Regions from separate parts of the Sus scrofa genome. Here region 2 is linked to region 1. A link is a contact called in public HiChIP or PLAC-seq data. All regions are on one chromosome and are shown on one strand. The core of a region is the stretch at or near the end of the contact, and the rest is flanking DNA. Distances in the headings are between cores, read along the strand shown.

Region 1 (7,380 bases), core at 2,790-5,289:
CCCACAAAACAAAATTAGAAGTAAAAAATTTCAAACAGCCTAATGATCTAGGCTCTGAAGAGTCGGGGCAAATGGTTCAGCTCACCCCACAGCCCTGAGATCAGGCCCCCATCACACCACACACACCATGCAGCCCCTGTTGTGAAAACCCTAAGGCCCTGGGAAGCATTCCATCCAATTTTATTTTAAGAAGGCAAGGAAGTGTGTTAAAACAAACAAATGTAATTCTGAAAAAAGGGGGGGGCGTGGTTCTCCGTTGGCCCAGTGCCTTAAGGCGCCTGGGTTGTCACGGCTGTGGCTCGGGTCGCTGCTGTATCACAGGTGCGATCCCTGGCCTCTGAGCTTCCACCTGGTGCAGGTGGGCCAAAAAAAAAAAAAAAAAAGAGAGAGAGAGAGAATCTGAAATAAATGTTGTAACTCTCATTTAAAAAAAAAAAGAAGAGAAGACGGCAAGGAAGTGCGTAAAGCAGGTTTCAAAATTTCCCAATTGTTAAAATTTAACGAAACAGTTGCAATGAAAAACTTTGCATACAGGCGGCACTGAACTGGAAACTGCATTTTTGTGGACTGGCTGGTTCTCTGGGAGGGTTATTAAAAGTCTGCTACTCCAGGACTCGCTTAAAGCAGGGTGGGCTCTCTGCCCCTCGTCCCACCCCCTCTAAAATGCCACCTTGTGAAGAAAAATGAAGGTCTTTTATACACATGCGCATACATACATATGTGTGTGTGTTGGGTTTTTTAATTTTATGGCTACACCCAAGACACACAGAAGTTCCCAGGCCAGGGACTGAATCCAAGCCACAGCTGTACCTGTGGCAAAGCTGTAACCCACTGTGCTGGGCTGGGGATGAAACCTGCACCTTCGCAGTGACCAGAGCTGCCGGGAGGAGGGTACACTGTATCAGCGCTGTGGGACGCAGGACAATACCCAGAGCAGATGGCGGGTTTCTGGTGGGCCCTGAGACCACTTTTGTGTACTGAAAACTTTATCTGCAAAATTACTTAATTTTTTTTTTTTTTAACTTAAGATTTTGTTTTTGACTGGTGAAACTGACCCTTGAAAAATCTTGTTCTTCCTCGAGCTTTCGAGGTCACTCTACAAACCCTAATTTTCCTTTTCTAACTCTAGCTAATTCTGACAGGGACTTTTAAGGGTCTTTTTAGATGAAGTATAAATTCTCTTAAACATTTTAAACTACCTTTACAAATTTAATACACTCAGTTCTCTAAGTGTCTCAGTTATCTGACAAACCGAGTACTTAAGTACATCTTATAAATCTAATAGCAAACTTGCAATATGCTGAATCTCAACTTCTCTTAAATATCCTAATACTATTTATAAATTTAGTAAGATTTCACCTTAAAATCACAAGTTTAACTTAATTCAATTTTACCTTTTAAATGAGAGTCATAAATTTCCGTTAGACACTAATATGCGAAGTTCTCTTAAAACAGCAAACACAGGAGTTCTCGCTGTGGCACAACAAGATAGGTGGCATCGTAGGAGCGCTGGGACACACATTCCATTCCCAGCCCAGCTCAGTGGGTTAAGGAGCTAGAGTTGCCGCAGCTGCAGCTTAGATCATGACTGTGGCTCTGATCTGATCCCTGGCCTGAGAACTCCAAATGCCCCGGGGCAGCCAAAAAAGACAAAAAACAAAAACAAAAACAAACAAACAAACAAAATGAGTAACAATTATGAGCCAGTGCTATAGAAAAATACTAATGCAAAATTCTCCCTTACTCCATCGTGTCTGTCATTCTAAAACGCCCTGGGACCATTCATTCATTCCGAAAATGTGTGTCAGTGTCTGCCAAGCACCGAGACACCGGCGACAGCAATGACTGAGATGGGGAAAATCCTTGCCATAATGAAACATTCTACGTGAGGCCACACACACAGTACACGCACGATACATATTTATCAGCTAGAGTTAGGTTACAGAAAAAAAAGATCAGAGAGAAATTAAGGAGACGATCCCTTAATTTATCATCGATGATACAGAGAAAGGAAAGCGGCGGGGGGGGGGGTACTGGTGGGAGGAGGGGACCAGGGAAGTCTGGGTGACTAGATGACACAGAGCAGAGACCAGAATGAGGCAAGGAGACAGGCGGACATCTGAGGGCATAGCACGTGCAAAGGTCCTGGGGTGTGTGTATGGGGGGTGTGCTTGGCCCTTTTTATCTAGAGCAAGGAGGGCCGTGTGTCTGGAATTGACTGTATGAGAGAGAGCAGGGTGGCAGGTAGAAAGGGAGGCCAGAGAGACGGCTGCGTGGAGGTAAGACATAGATAGGGGGCCCTGTAGGGCTTAGGTTGTTTTTTTGCTTTTTTTTTTTTTTGTCTTTTTAGCTATTTCTTGGGCCGCTCCCGTGGCATATGAAGGTTCCCAGGCTAGGGGTCCAATTGGAGCTGTAGCCACCGGCCTACGCCAGAGCCACAGCAATGCGGGATCCGAGCCGCGTCTGCAACCTACACCACAGCTCACGGAAACGCCGGATCATTAACCCACTGAGCAAGGGCAGGGACCGAACCCGCAACCTCATGGTCCCTAGTCGGATCCGTTAACCACTGCGCCACGACGGGAACTCCGGGCTTAGGTTTTGCCTCTACCTTGACCCTGAGTATTCTGTGAGGATTTACCTGGAGACCTTCTCCAGAAAATCATCTGAATGACTCTCATAAATGAAAGATGCCCTTATCTAGGACTGAGTGGTTCATTTCTAGGTATCTACCTTAAAGTACCTCAGAACACCATGGAATACTCTATGGCAGAAAACGAATACACCCACTTGGCAAGTTTTCTTGAGCACCTCCTCTGTGCCAGGCAGTGAAAAAGGACCACAACTCCACTCTCATGGAGTTTACATTCTAGAAGAGGAAACAGATCTGAAGAGACAAATCCAAAAACTTTGCTGGAAGTTCCTATGTGGTCCAGTGGATTAAGGATCTGGCGTTGCTACAACTGTGGCACAGGTCACAACTGTGTTGAGGGTTCGATCCCTGCCCTTGGAACTCACATATGCCACAAACATGGCCAAAAAAGTTAATTAAATAAATAAAAGGAGCAAAAGTTTTGTTTTTTTGTTTTTTTTGTTTTTTGTCTTTTTAGGGCCACGCCTGCAGCATACGGAAGTTCTTCACCCTAGGGGTGGAATCAGAGTTATTACAGCTGACTGCCTACACCACAGCTCACGGCAACATCATATCCTTACCCTACTGAGCAAGGCCAGGCATCAAACCCGAATCCTAGTGGATACTAATCAAGTTCATTACCACTGAGCCATAACGGGAACTCCATGAGCAAATTTTTAATATGTCTTGGTGGTGAGTACATGAATGTTGATATAATTTTCAGTATATGTGGAATGTTTTACAATTTAAAACTTAGAGACTAAAAGATCACAACAGTAGCACACAGACTGCTGCTGGCATTTCCTTCACACACACGTCCCTCCAGACCACTGACGCATGGCAACCAGAGCCATCGAAACGTAAACTGGGTCTGGCGGCTTTTACCCAACATCCTGGTCTCACGCGGTCTGGCCCCTGCAGGCCTCCTCTCTCTCCAACTCCCACGCCCACTCATCCCAGATTGATTGGTCAGTCCCGCTGTTGTTCAGTCACTCATCCCTTCAGGGCAAATGCAGCACCTTCTCTGGGCAGGTGCTCTGGGCAACACAGGGAGAAGATGCTGAGCAGGACAGAGCTCCTGTTCTTAAGGAGGGTCGCTCTCGGGTGGGGGCGGCGGGGGGAGGTTCAAAGAATAAACAAGGCGCTAGATCCAGATAATTGTGGGTAACACAACAAAGCGATAAACACGGTGACAGGAAAGACAGCAAAGGGAGAGAGGGAGGGTGTGAAGAGGTACCTTCCAGGCAAAGCCAACAGACATTCAAAGCTCAGATGCAGCATTCAGATCTCAGGTCTAAGGACTCCTCCCCAGAAAACCCCTTCCTGACCGCCCAGGTGGGATGGCACCTGTGGCTGACATTCTAACAGCCAATCAGGGCTTTTCCTAACACCTCGTAATCACAATTAAGGAACTACGATTGGCTGCTTGGTGTGTCTTTCCCTCCCTACCGTGCAAGCTCCTTAAGGGCGGAAGCTGGCCCTGTTTCACACCCCAGTGCCCATGACAGTGGCTGCAGGCTCTCAATCAATATCGTTAGACAGACAGAAACCAAGAGTCGGGCTAAATGATTATTTCTACCAGCTTCCAAATCCCGCAAACCTAATCAGTACAATTCTTGAGGACAAGTGTTACTCAAATGACAAATCCTTATAGTGTAGGTATATTTAGGATATAGGCTTTTTCTCTACATAATGAGCTTTTTAATATTGAAAATGCTAATGAGAATGTTAGAAAAACACTACTGGTGATAGAAGACCGCAGTGTCTGAGGGCAAACAATTATTTCAGTGATAGGATCACCATTTTAAAAAAGAGCTAAAATTCATAAAGAAATCCTTTGGGAAACAGCAAATGAATTTTTAAAACTTCAGTGTAAACAAAGCAAACAGCCTCAAGTAGGCGCACATCCTGGGTCAATGGAGGCTACGAGAGGGTGGAAAGCAGGAGTTTATGGTCATCCTGGCCTGGAAATGCCACCAAATTTCCAACCCTATGTCCTTCAATGCCATGTTAGAGGTGTCATTTTATTATTTTTTATTGTTGTTGTTATTATTTTGGCCTCCCCCCCATAGCATGCAAAAGTGTCCGGGCCAAGGATCGAACCCACGCCACAGCAGTGACCTGAGCCACAGCAGTGCTAACAGGCCTTCAACCCACTAGGCCACCAGGGAACTCCTAAAGTGTCATTTTAACCAAGATTTGTTGCCTATCCCATTTGACAAATTTGATTGAAAGCCTCTGGCTTTAGGGAAAGGCTTTTGTTTTCCATTTTCTCCTTTCCACATCTTTCCTATTTTCTCCAACTAATTGCCTTCTTGTGACAAGAGTCTTGGAAGAGTTCCCTGGTGGCCTAGCAGTTAAGGATCTGGCACTGTCACTGCTGTGGCACCAGTTCGATCCCTGGGCCAGGTACTTCTGTATGTCGTGGGCTTGAACAGAAAGAAAAAAAAAAGTCTGGGAGCTCAGGCTGGGTATGAATTTAATTTCCAGGGATTTCACACATTTGTTAGGAAAGAAGAGGAGGGTTCACGTGGATGCCCCTTGCCCTTTGACCAGAGCCTGGGGTTTCCCCAATATTCCCTGGTTGCCCCATGTGGCTGCTGTGTGGCCCTAGGGGAGTGGCTGGAGCTTTTAAGAAGGAAGCTCTGTCTGGGCCCAAGTCCAGCAAACACAGAAGGCTCAGTCCAGAGAGAGGAAAAATGCCCTGATGGTGCAGTTCTGCCCCAAAGGTCACCTTCTGATTCTCCTGGCATTTAAAGCACATCAGTGAAATCAGTGTCCAGGGCCCACCAACAGGTTGCCTGCTTAGTTTCTAAACTGTGCATATGTGTGTGAGAGAGATAACTGACTATAACAAATATTACCACATGGGAAAAATTCCAAGGGAAAACCACAAAGAGACATTTCAAGAAAAGCTTATATTTCAAGGAAATGTGTATTATCTCCTCCAGAGAAAGAAAGGACTGGTGAATAGTGATTCTAAAAATATACAGGATGGTTCTATTAGTATGAAGGGGAATGAAGAGCTAGAGCCAACTTCAAGTAGTTTTTTCTCAAATCATGTAAAAGGAGAGATGAGAAACACAGTTAGTTTTGAAGCTGGAGACTTGAATCATTACCATCATTAAAAGAAACTGCTTCAGAATCTTGGTCATTTGAGGTTCATGCCCAACTGGCAATAACTTTTTTTTTTTTTTTTGGCTTTTTTTTTGCTATTTCTTTGGGCCGCTCCCGCGGCATATGGAGGTTCCCAGGCTAGGGGGCGAATCGGAGCTGTAGCCGCCAGCCTACGCCAGAGCCACAGCAATGTGGGATCCGAGCCGCGTCTGCAACCTACACCACAGCTCACGGAAACGCCGGATCGTTAACCCACTGAGCAAGGGCAGGGACCGAACCCGCAACCTCATGGTTCCTAGTCGGATTCGTTAACCACTGCGCCATGACGGGAACTCCCCAACTGGCGATAACTTAAAAAGAATGAGGAAGCACGTGTTTTCATCCCAACTCGTAGAACACAATTGTAAACTGTGCCCACTGCCTCGAACTTGCTAGCCTGGCTGCATAAGTGGAATAAGCAACTGGCAAACATAATTCCATGCCTACTTAAATACAAAGGAAGAAACTGGGAAATCAAGGGGCAGGTGCCATGTCCTCAAGGAGTTAAACAAACACTCAAGTTAGAAAAGATGAAGCAGAGAATTGACACATGAAAAACAGAGAGTTCCCTGGTGGCTCAGTGTGCTAAGGACCTGGCAGCATTGTCACTGCTGTGGCTCTGGTTACTGCTGTGGCACAGGTTCAATCCCTGACACAGGAACTTCTGCATTCCACAGGAGTGGCCAAAAAGAAAAGGAAAAAAATGAAGAGAACAGCGATATTACCTTCCCCAATGAATGTCTATAATGGGCAGGGTTTCTTGAGGGGTTGGAAAAAAAGAGAAAATAGGAGTTCCTGTTGTGGCTCAGTGGGTTAAGGGCCAAACATGGTCTGTGTGAGGAAGCAGGTCTGATCCCTAGCTTAGCTCAGTGGGTTAAGGATTTGACATTGCTGTAAGCTGTGGCATGGGCTGCAGATGGAGCTCAGGTCTCGTGTTACCTTGGCTGTGGCAGAGGCCCCAGATGCACTGTGATTTAACCCCTGGCCCAGGAATTTCCATATGCTGCAGGTGCAGCCCTAAAACGAAAACAATCACCTTTGCAGCCTAGATTCTGGAGCCCATATTTATTTGAATGACGAATCAACCGCCTGGAAGACAAGGCCTTCTCCCTGTAGTAGATACATATTTTAACTGATGATGGAAGGAAAACAGCCAGGGGACTTTAATCAGTTCTCTGGTGAAAGCAACCCAGTTCCTCACAGCTGACCCAAGCTGTTCATTACAGAGACTCAAATCGAACATTTACAGAGCACCAGGTGTTGTGTTAAGCAAGGACAGGATGGAGGTCTCAATCCTTACCTTCAATTCAGACATTAAAGACACATTTATCCCAAAATTATGATGCAGTATGCTAAGTGCAACAAAATAGAATTTTATGACTACTGTTTTGACTACATGGTGGGGGAAGGAATCCTGGCTCCACCACTTACAACGCAAATAACACTGGACAAATTAGTCATTCTCAGGACTGTTTCTTCAACTGTAAAACGAGGATAATGAGTATCCACCTCTGGACTAGTACATAGCACAGGAAAGAAAATACAGTCATTATTCATTTTAAATTATTTGTTATTATTATGACAAGTAGGCT
Region 2 (6,791 bases), core at 3,610-6,109, 460 kb before region 1:
GGCTCCTTTCTCCTTGTGGTCTCAGATCTCCAGGAGGCTCGCTCAGGCTCGTTCTCAGGGCCACTCTGCCCCCAGAACAGCAGGCCCGGGTGTACGAGCAAGGCTCAAGCCTCTGGTTGGACCCCATTGGTCCAAGCAAGTCACATGGCCAGGCGCAGCTTTAAAAGCTGGAGATTTCCACTTCCAGAAACTTGGAGTGGGGAAGTCACATTGCAAACAGGTGTATATGCTGGGATGGGAGACATTTGTGGCTAAGCTTTACCGTCTACCGCACCTTTCCCTGATAAAGCCCTTGGGTTTTACTAAGGCGGTGGTTTTAAATCCATTCTGTTGTCGTAGGTGAATGAAGACCATCTGTGACGAAAAGAATCGTTACAATATTTCATGCAAATGCATGCCCATATTTAGCCACCCTGCAAGGGAAAATGTCCCCCAACTGGAAACTAGCCCTCTTTCTTCTCATCTTCTGTTCCTCCCTCTCTTCATCCCTCTCTCCTTCTTTCCTCTTTTGTGGATTCTGTATTTTATACGGAGAAACCATTTGTTCGTAGTGCATGAGTTCCTTTGCTGATTGCCATGTTGCTGTGTTAACCCAAACAGAACCTGGAAAAAATATTAGCCAGTCACCTCTCTCTGTTGGTGGGTTTAGCCTAACATGTAATTTTATAATTTCCATTGCATTCAAAGGCATTTCACTGAAAGCAGCAGCTGTGTCAGTCAAGAAAGAATCAGAAGATCCTAATTACTATCAGTATAATATGCAAGGTAATACCATTTTATAATCTTCTTCTTCTTCCCAAAGTCATCTGCGATGGAAAATTTTAATTAGCACCCATCTTTAAAAGCAGGAAAAGATGAATAAAAATCCATGTACACTGACCTAGGATCTAGCCTAGTGTGCTTAGGGTAAACAATTTTACAGTCCCCAAATAGATGGTATTTAGCCTAAATCCATATGACCCTAGGCAAACATGAACATTTCAGACTGCATTTGATTTGAGTCTATGAAATATTCTGTGTCCTAAAATAGTCTCTCCTTAATCCTCTTCTGTCCAGTTTGTCCCCTGAGATGTTGAAAAAACATTAACAGTTTAAAAAGAAGTGGAGATAAGATAAGTGCTTGTTCTCTTTTTTTTTTTTTTTTTTTTTTTTTTTTGCTTTTTTAGAGCCGCACCCAGGGCATATGGAAGTTCACAGGCTAGGGGTAGAATCAGAGCTACAGCCACTGGCCTACACCACAGCCATACCACATCTGAGCTGTGTCTGCGACCTATACCACATCTCACGGCCACACCGGATCCCCCACCCACTGGCCGAGGCCAGAGATGGAACCCGTAACCTGATGGTTCCTAGTCAGGTTCTTTTTTGATGCACCACGACGGGAACTCCCTGACGGCCTGTTTTTAGTAGCAGTTGCTTCAATGACAGAGTTCAGGTTCAACTGGGAGCAGGAGACAATTGTTAGCAAATACACACACTTTGCACCGTGGCCCAGGTGGGGTGGTCGTGCAGTTAGGTGGCTTGGTCCTGTACCCAAACACTTAGACTCCCGCTGGACCCCAGCGTGACATCAGTTTGATGATGTGGTACCGTCATGTCACTGCGACGCTGTGCGGCGTTCAGATCCTTGCTCCACCTTCGCTCTCCGCTGTGAACGGAGGCCGATGGCTGGGCGATTTGCAGTTACATCTTCAAACACCATCAGACTGCAAATGCTTCCTACCAAATCTTGGGAATTTTCCTGCAGCATTAGTACACAGCTCTGTTTTACTAGAAAACCTTTTGCAGAAAAATCTGAAGGCAGGCGTTCTCCTGTGGTGCAGTGGGTTTAAGAATGCAGTGTTGTCACTACAGCAGCTTGGGTGGCTGCTCTGGTGAGGGTTCGATCCCTGGTCCAGGAACTTCCACATGCCCCAGGCATGGCTGAAAACAAAAAAAATCTAAAGGCAGAGACCAGGTCTGTTGTAATTGCTCTGTCCTGAGCCAACCCCACCATCCCAGCCCCACTCCCACCTCCTTGTGGCCAATCTCCTTTCCTCTGGGCAGAGGAGCCCTTTTCAATCCATCCGATCCCCCACTTTACCCCGCTCATTTCTTCTTTGAAAACTGGGCTCTGTCCACCTGACCCCAACCCCCCCTCCTCCCGCCATGGTCTGTGGCTCCTTATCACCGTAGAGTCCCAGCTTCCTTCCACATTCCATTCCTTCTGCTCTTCTGACCTCCCTCATTTCATCTGCCTCCCCCACCATCACCCACCTCGATTCCGCTTGGTCTGTGATTTCCTGAACGTGCCCTGAAGCTGCCTTCCAGGAGCTCGTGTAAAAGCTGATCCCTCCCTGTGACTCCGTTCCTGCCCTGCAGACTCATGAATGCCCCCTTCTTTCTGGGCATGGTCAGAATCTCAGCTCCTGCTGGGAGCCTCCAGCATTTAGCATGACCTGCTGTGTCCCAGTCCTGCTTTCGCTGAAGACTCCCCCAGCTAGTGGCCACTCTGGGCAGGAAACACAGCCTCTTACTCCCAACCAGGGCTTTCTACACACCAGGCTCTCGCAGGTGCTTGAACTGAGCGTGACCCTCACAAACAAGAGTCATAACATCTGTTTCTAAATTACTACGTTTAGGGGGGCTTTTGGTTTTTGTTTTTTTGGGGGGGTCTGGGGTGGGGACACACCTGCAGCATGTGGAAGTTCCCAGGCCAGGGATAGAACCCACACCACAGTGGCAACCTGAGCCTTGGCAGTGACAACGCCAATCCTTAACCCCTGTGCCACAAGAGAACTCCTAAATTTCTGTTGTTCTGCACAAATACTTATAATTAAATCATATCTTGACTCTCAAGAATATTTTTTTGAACTTTAACAATCTTGGTATTGATCAAATTGTATCCAGTTAGATAGGATACTTACAGATTCTGTTCCAAAGCCAGCAGTGAAATAAATAAATGGTTAGATCTATTTTTATTTATTATTTATCTAAAAAATAAATGATTAGATCTGTAATTGTTCTAATTTTTCAGAAAGAAGTACATTATTTGAAGAAAATCATTTAAGTTAAATGTGTGAATTTATCATCTGTCTCCTGCTTGGCTTAGAAATGACAGAGCTATTCAGGAGATGTTTGTAGGAGTTCCTGTCCTGATGCAGTGGTTAATGAATCCTCACTAGGAACTATGAGGTTGCAGGTTCAACCCCTGGCCTTGCTCAGTGGGTTAAGGATCTGGCATTGCCATGAGCTTGGTGTAGGTTGCAGACGTGGCTCAGATCTCTCGTTGCTGTGGCTCTGGCGTAGGCTGGTGGCTACAGCTCTGATTAGACCCCTAGCCTGGGAACCTCCATATGCTGCAGGAAGCGGCTCTAGAAAAGGCAAAAAAAGACACCCCCCCAAAAAAAGAGAGATGTTTGTAAAAAAAAAAAAGGAAAGAAAGAAAAGAAAAGGAGTTCCCATCGTGGCACAGCAGAATGATTCTGTCTAGGAACCATGAGGTTGCGGGTTCAATCCCTGGCCTCGCCCAGCGGGTTAAGGATTCAGTGTTGCTGTGAGCTGTGGTGTAGATTGCAAATGCAGCTCGGATCTGGCAATGCTGTGGCCCTGGCATAGGCCGGCAGCAACAGCTCCAATTAGACCCCTAGCCTGGGAACCTCCATATGCCGTGGGTGCAGCCCTGAAAAGACCAAAAAAAAAAAAAAGATGTTTGTAGAACAGCTTGCTTTCTTTCCTCCCCCACCCCCTTTTCAGCTGCACCCAAGGCTTATGGAAGTTCCTGCGCCAGGGATCAATCCAAGCGGAACTTGCAACCTACACCACAGCTGCAGCTGCAGCAATGCTGAATCCTTAACCCACTGCACCGGATCGGGAATTGAACGAGCAACACCACAGAGACAAACCAGATCATGAATCCACCGTGCCACAGCGGAAACTCCATCAGCTTCCTTCTTGAAACCAAAAAGTTCCAAATTGTCTGACATCATGACCTATATTCCATAGCACTGAATGCTTTTGTAGCCATTTAGGTTAGAGACTCACATGCTGAAGTACTGCTGTCTTTCTGTATCCTTTAAGGAAGGGAGATATTTTTAAATTCAAAAAGACAACCTTGTGACCCACTCAGAACAGCAACTGGCCCTTGGGAAGCCCCCAGGGAAGTCAATTACGGCCCTGCCAGTGCTCAGAAGCACCTCGACGTATATGTGACAATCTGATTCCCCATCCCCTCCCAACCAGGACCACAGATCTCTCCGAAGACCCCTGACACGCATGTGCACATAACATTTTGGCCCACATGAAGCCCTCAGAAGCCCCACAGGTCTTCTGCATGTGCAGGGACCCCCATGGCCAGGGCCCCTGGAAGTGAAGAGCACACAGTACAAGCTCTGCTGAGATATACTTGACATTGATGGATGCAAGAGTATCAGTAACCACTCCGTTTTCCTCCCGGCGGACACTGCACGATGCAGGGGAGGAGCGTTCCAGGCCGAGGGAACTCGGATGCAAAAACCCCGAGATCAAGGCACTAACACAGTCCTCCTCGTATCACACCCCTCCTGCGCGGACTCCTCCGCGTGCCTTTCCCACATTTAATGCCCCTCACACTGATTACCGTGAGCCAGCTGGATAACGCAGCAGCATCTTTTCGGCAGGGTAGCGGCTGAGCACGCTTCAGCCCATCTGCGAACGAGCCGCCCCTTGCCACGTAACAATGATATCCTCACAGGTTTTGGTTATTTTGGGGGGACCACCGGCCTACTGCAAATCCTGAACAGTTGTACGCCCACAAATGAAGCAACCTAGAGGAAATGGACAGACTACTGAAACTGACCGAAGATACAACACAAAATGTGAAGTCACATAACAAGTATAGCATGTGAATGAGTCACCAAAACACTTCCGGCCAGAGTTCCCTTGTGGTGCAAGGTTAAGGATCCAGCGTGGTCCCTTCGAGGCTGGGGTCACTGCTGTGGCTCGGGTTTGATCCCTGGTGGCCTGGGAATGTCACATGCCACGGGTGTGGCCAAAAAAAAAAAAAAAAATCCTCAATAAATGAATCCAGGAACATCTACCGAGGATTATACATGGTGACGCTGCACCCCCACCCCGGCCTGCAAGCCTTTGTAGTTGCCCTGCCATGAGACAGAAAAAAGAACCCAGATACCATGATAGAAAAGGCGGTGGTTTGTTGGACAGGTGAATTTTACATACCTGAAGCAAGATCCCGGTGTGACAGCCCCACCCTGGGTAGCAGGTGGCCCAAGACATAATAACAACAACCCTCACACACAGAGACGGAGGCTACCATTGATGCGGGAATTGACATCGGGTTGGCCAACCAGTTCCCAGGGAAACCAGCCGGGGGCAGGCATGTCACTGATGAAGCCCTTTAAATAAGAAGATCGGAGGAGTTCCCGTCGTGGCTCAGTGGTTAACAAATCCGACTAGGAACTGTGAGGTTGTGGGTTCGATCCCTGGCCTTGCTCAGTGGGTTAAGGATCCGGCATTGCCGTGAGCTGTGATACAGGCTGCAGATGTGGCTTGGATCCCGACTTGCTGCGGCTCTGGCGTAGGCTGGTGGCTACAGCTCTGATTAGACCCCTAGCCTGGGAACCTCCATATGCTGTGGGAGTGGCCCAAGAAATGGCAAAAAAAAAAAGATCAGATAGTCACGTGGGTGCAGCAGAGAGTGGTTGAGCAGGGGATGTACAGAGAGCCAGAGAACAACCCTCCTGAATGGCCTGACCGTACAGTGACCAAGTGCGATCGATCCTACTTGGTTCAACCTACGGAAATCAACCAAGGGAATAACAACATGAGGCATAAAAGACAAAAAGCACAGGGATTTTTCCCATAGATGTAGGAAAAAGGCATTTGACAAAATACTACCCCCTCTCATGACAAAACAAAACTGCTCAACAAACTAGGAATTGAAGGGAACTTTCTCAACATAATTAAGAGCATCTACCAAAAAAAAACCTCTGTAGAGTTCATGTTATACTTGATGATGAAAAGACTGAAGGCTTTCCCCTTAAGACCAGAAACAAGACAAGGATGGCTGTTTGTGTCCCTTCTTTTCAACTTTGTACAGGAGGTTCTAGGTGGGGCAGGTAGGTAAGATAACAAAAGGCCTCTCAATTGGGAAGGAAGATGCAAAACTGTCTCTTTTTGCAGATGGCAGGATCCTGTATACAGAACCCCAAGGGATATAAAAACACAAATTAGAGCTAATAAAGGACTTCAGCAACGTTGCAGGATGCCAGGTCAATATACAAAAATCAACTGTATTTCCATATGTTAGCAATGAGCAATCAAAAAGTGTACTCAAAAAAATTCCACTTGCTATAGCATCAAAAAGAATACTTGGAAAAAAAAAAAAAAAGAAAAGAAAATACTGGGGAATACATTTAACCAAAGAAGTGTAAGACGTATACACTGAAAACTACAAGAGAGTGTTGAAAGCCATTAAAGAAGAAACAAATGGAAAGACATCGAGTATTTGTGGACTGGAGAAACTTCCCTAAGATTCATGTGGAAATGCAACGGACCCCAAATAGCCCAAACAGTCTTGAAAAATAGCAAAGTTGGAAGGTGTGTACTTCCTGATTTCAAAACCTACTACAAAGCTGTAATTATCTATGCATTTCCCTATTTGTGGTGCCTCATATAAGTGGAATCATACAGTATTTGTCCTTTTGTGACTTCCTTATTTCACTAAGCATAAGGTAGCAAGGTTCATCCATGTCGTAGCGGATGTCTGAATTTCATTGCCACTCACTTATTTTTGCCTTTTTTACTTTACGGGA

The links. HiChIP or PLAC-seq counts read pairs in DNA pulled down with a chosen protein or histone mark.
Region 2: a contact with region 1 is called in an H3K27ac HiChIP or PLAC-seq map of alveolar macrophages. The contact joins two enhancer-like sites. A contact is called at or near these places in 1 of 5 promoter capture datasets (fetal skeletal muscle) and 1 of 2 datasets of contacts at active chromatin or transcription factors (alveolar macrophages).

The regions. Positions count from the first base shown.
Region 1 is chr3:11,393,355-11,400,734 of Sscrofa11.1, reverse strand. No RefSeq gene overlaps it. Among named protein-coding and RNA genes, the nearest start is that of RFC2, 4.4 kb to the right of the region's middle. Within about 2 kb of position 4,039, at least 16 of the 83 cell types and tissues checked have an H3K27ac peak or open chromatin away from gene starts, as enhancers often do. A contact at or near this core is called in alveolar macrophages, where this site is marked.
Region 2 is chr3:11,856,984-11,863,774 of Sscrofa11.1, reverse strand. All of the region lies in intron 8 of LOC100620992 (general transcription factor II-I repeat domain-containing protein 2), which reads left to right. It overlaps LOC102167472 (a long non-coding RNA gene), which reads right to left and starts at 681. Exons shown (of 3, transcript XR_002342329.1): 1 at 1-681. Within about 2 kb of position 4,859, at least 1 of the 83 cell types and tissues checked has an H3K27ac peak or open chromatin away from gene starts, as enhancers often do. A contact at or near this core is called in alveolar macrophages, where this site is marked.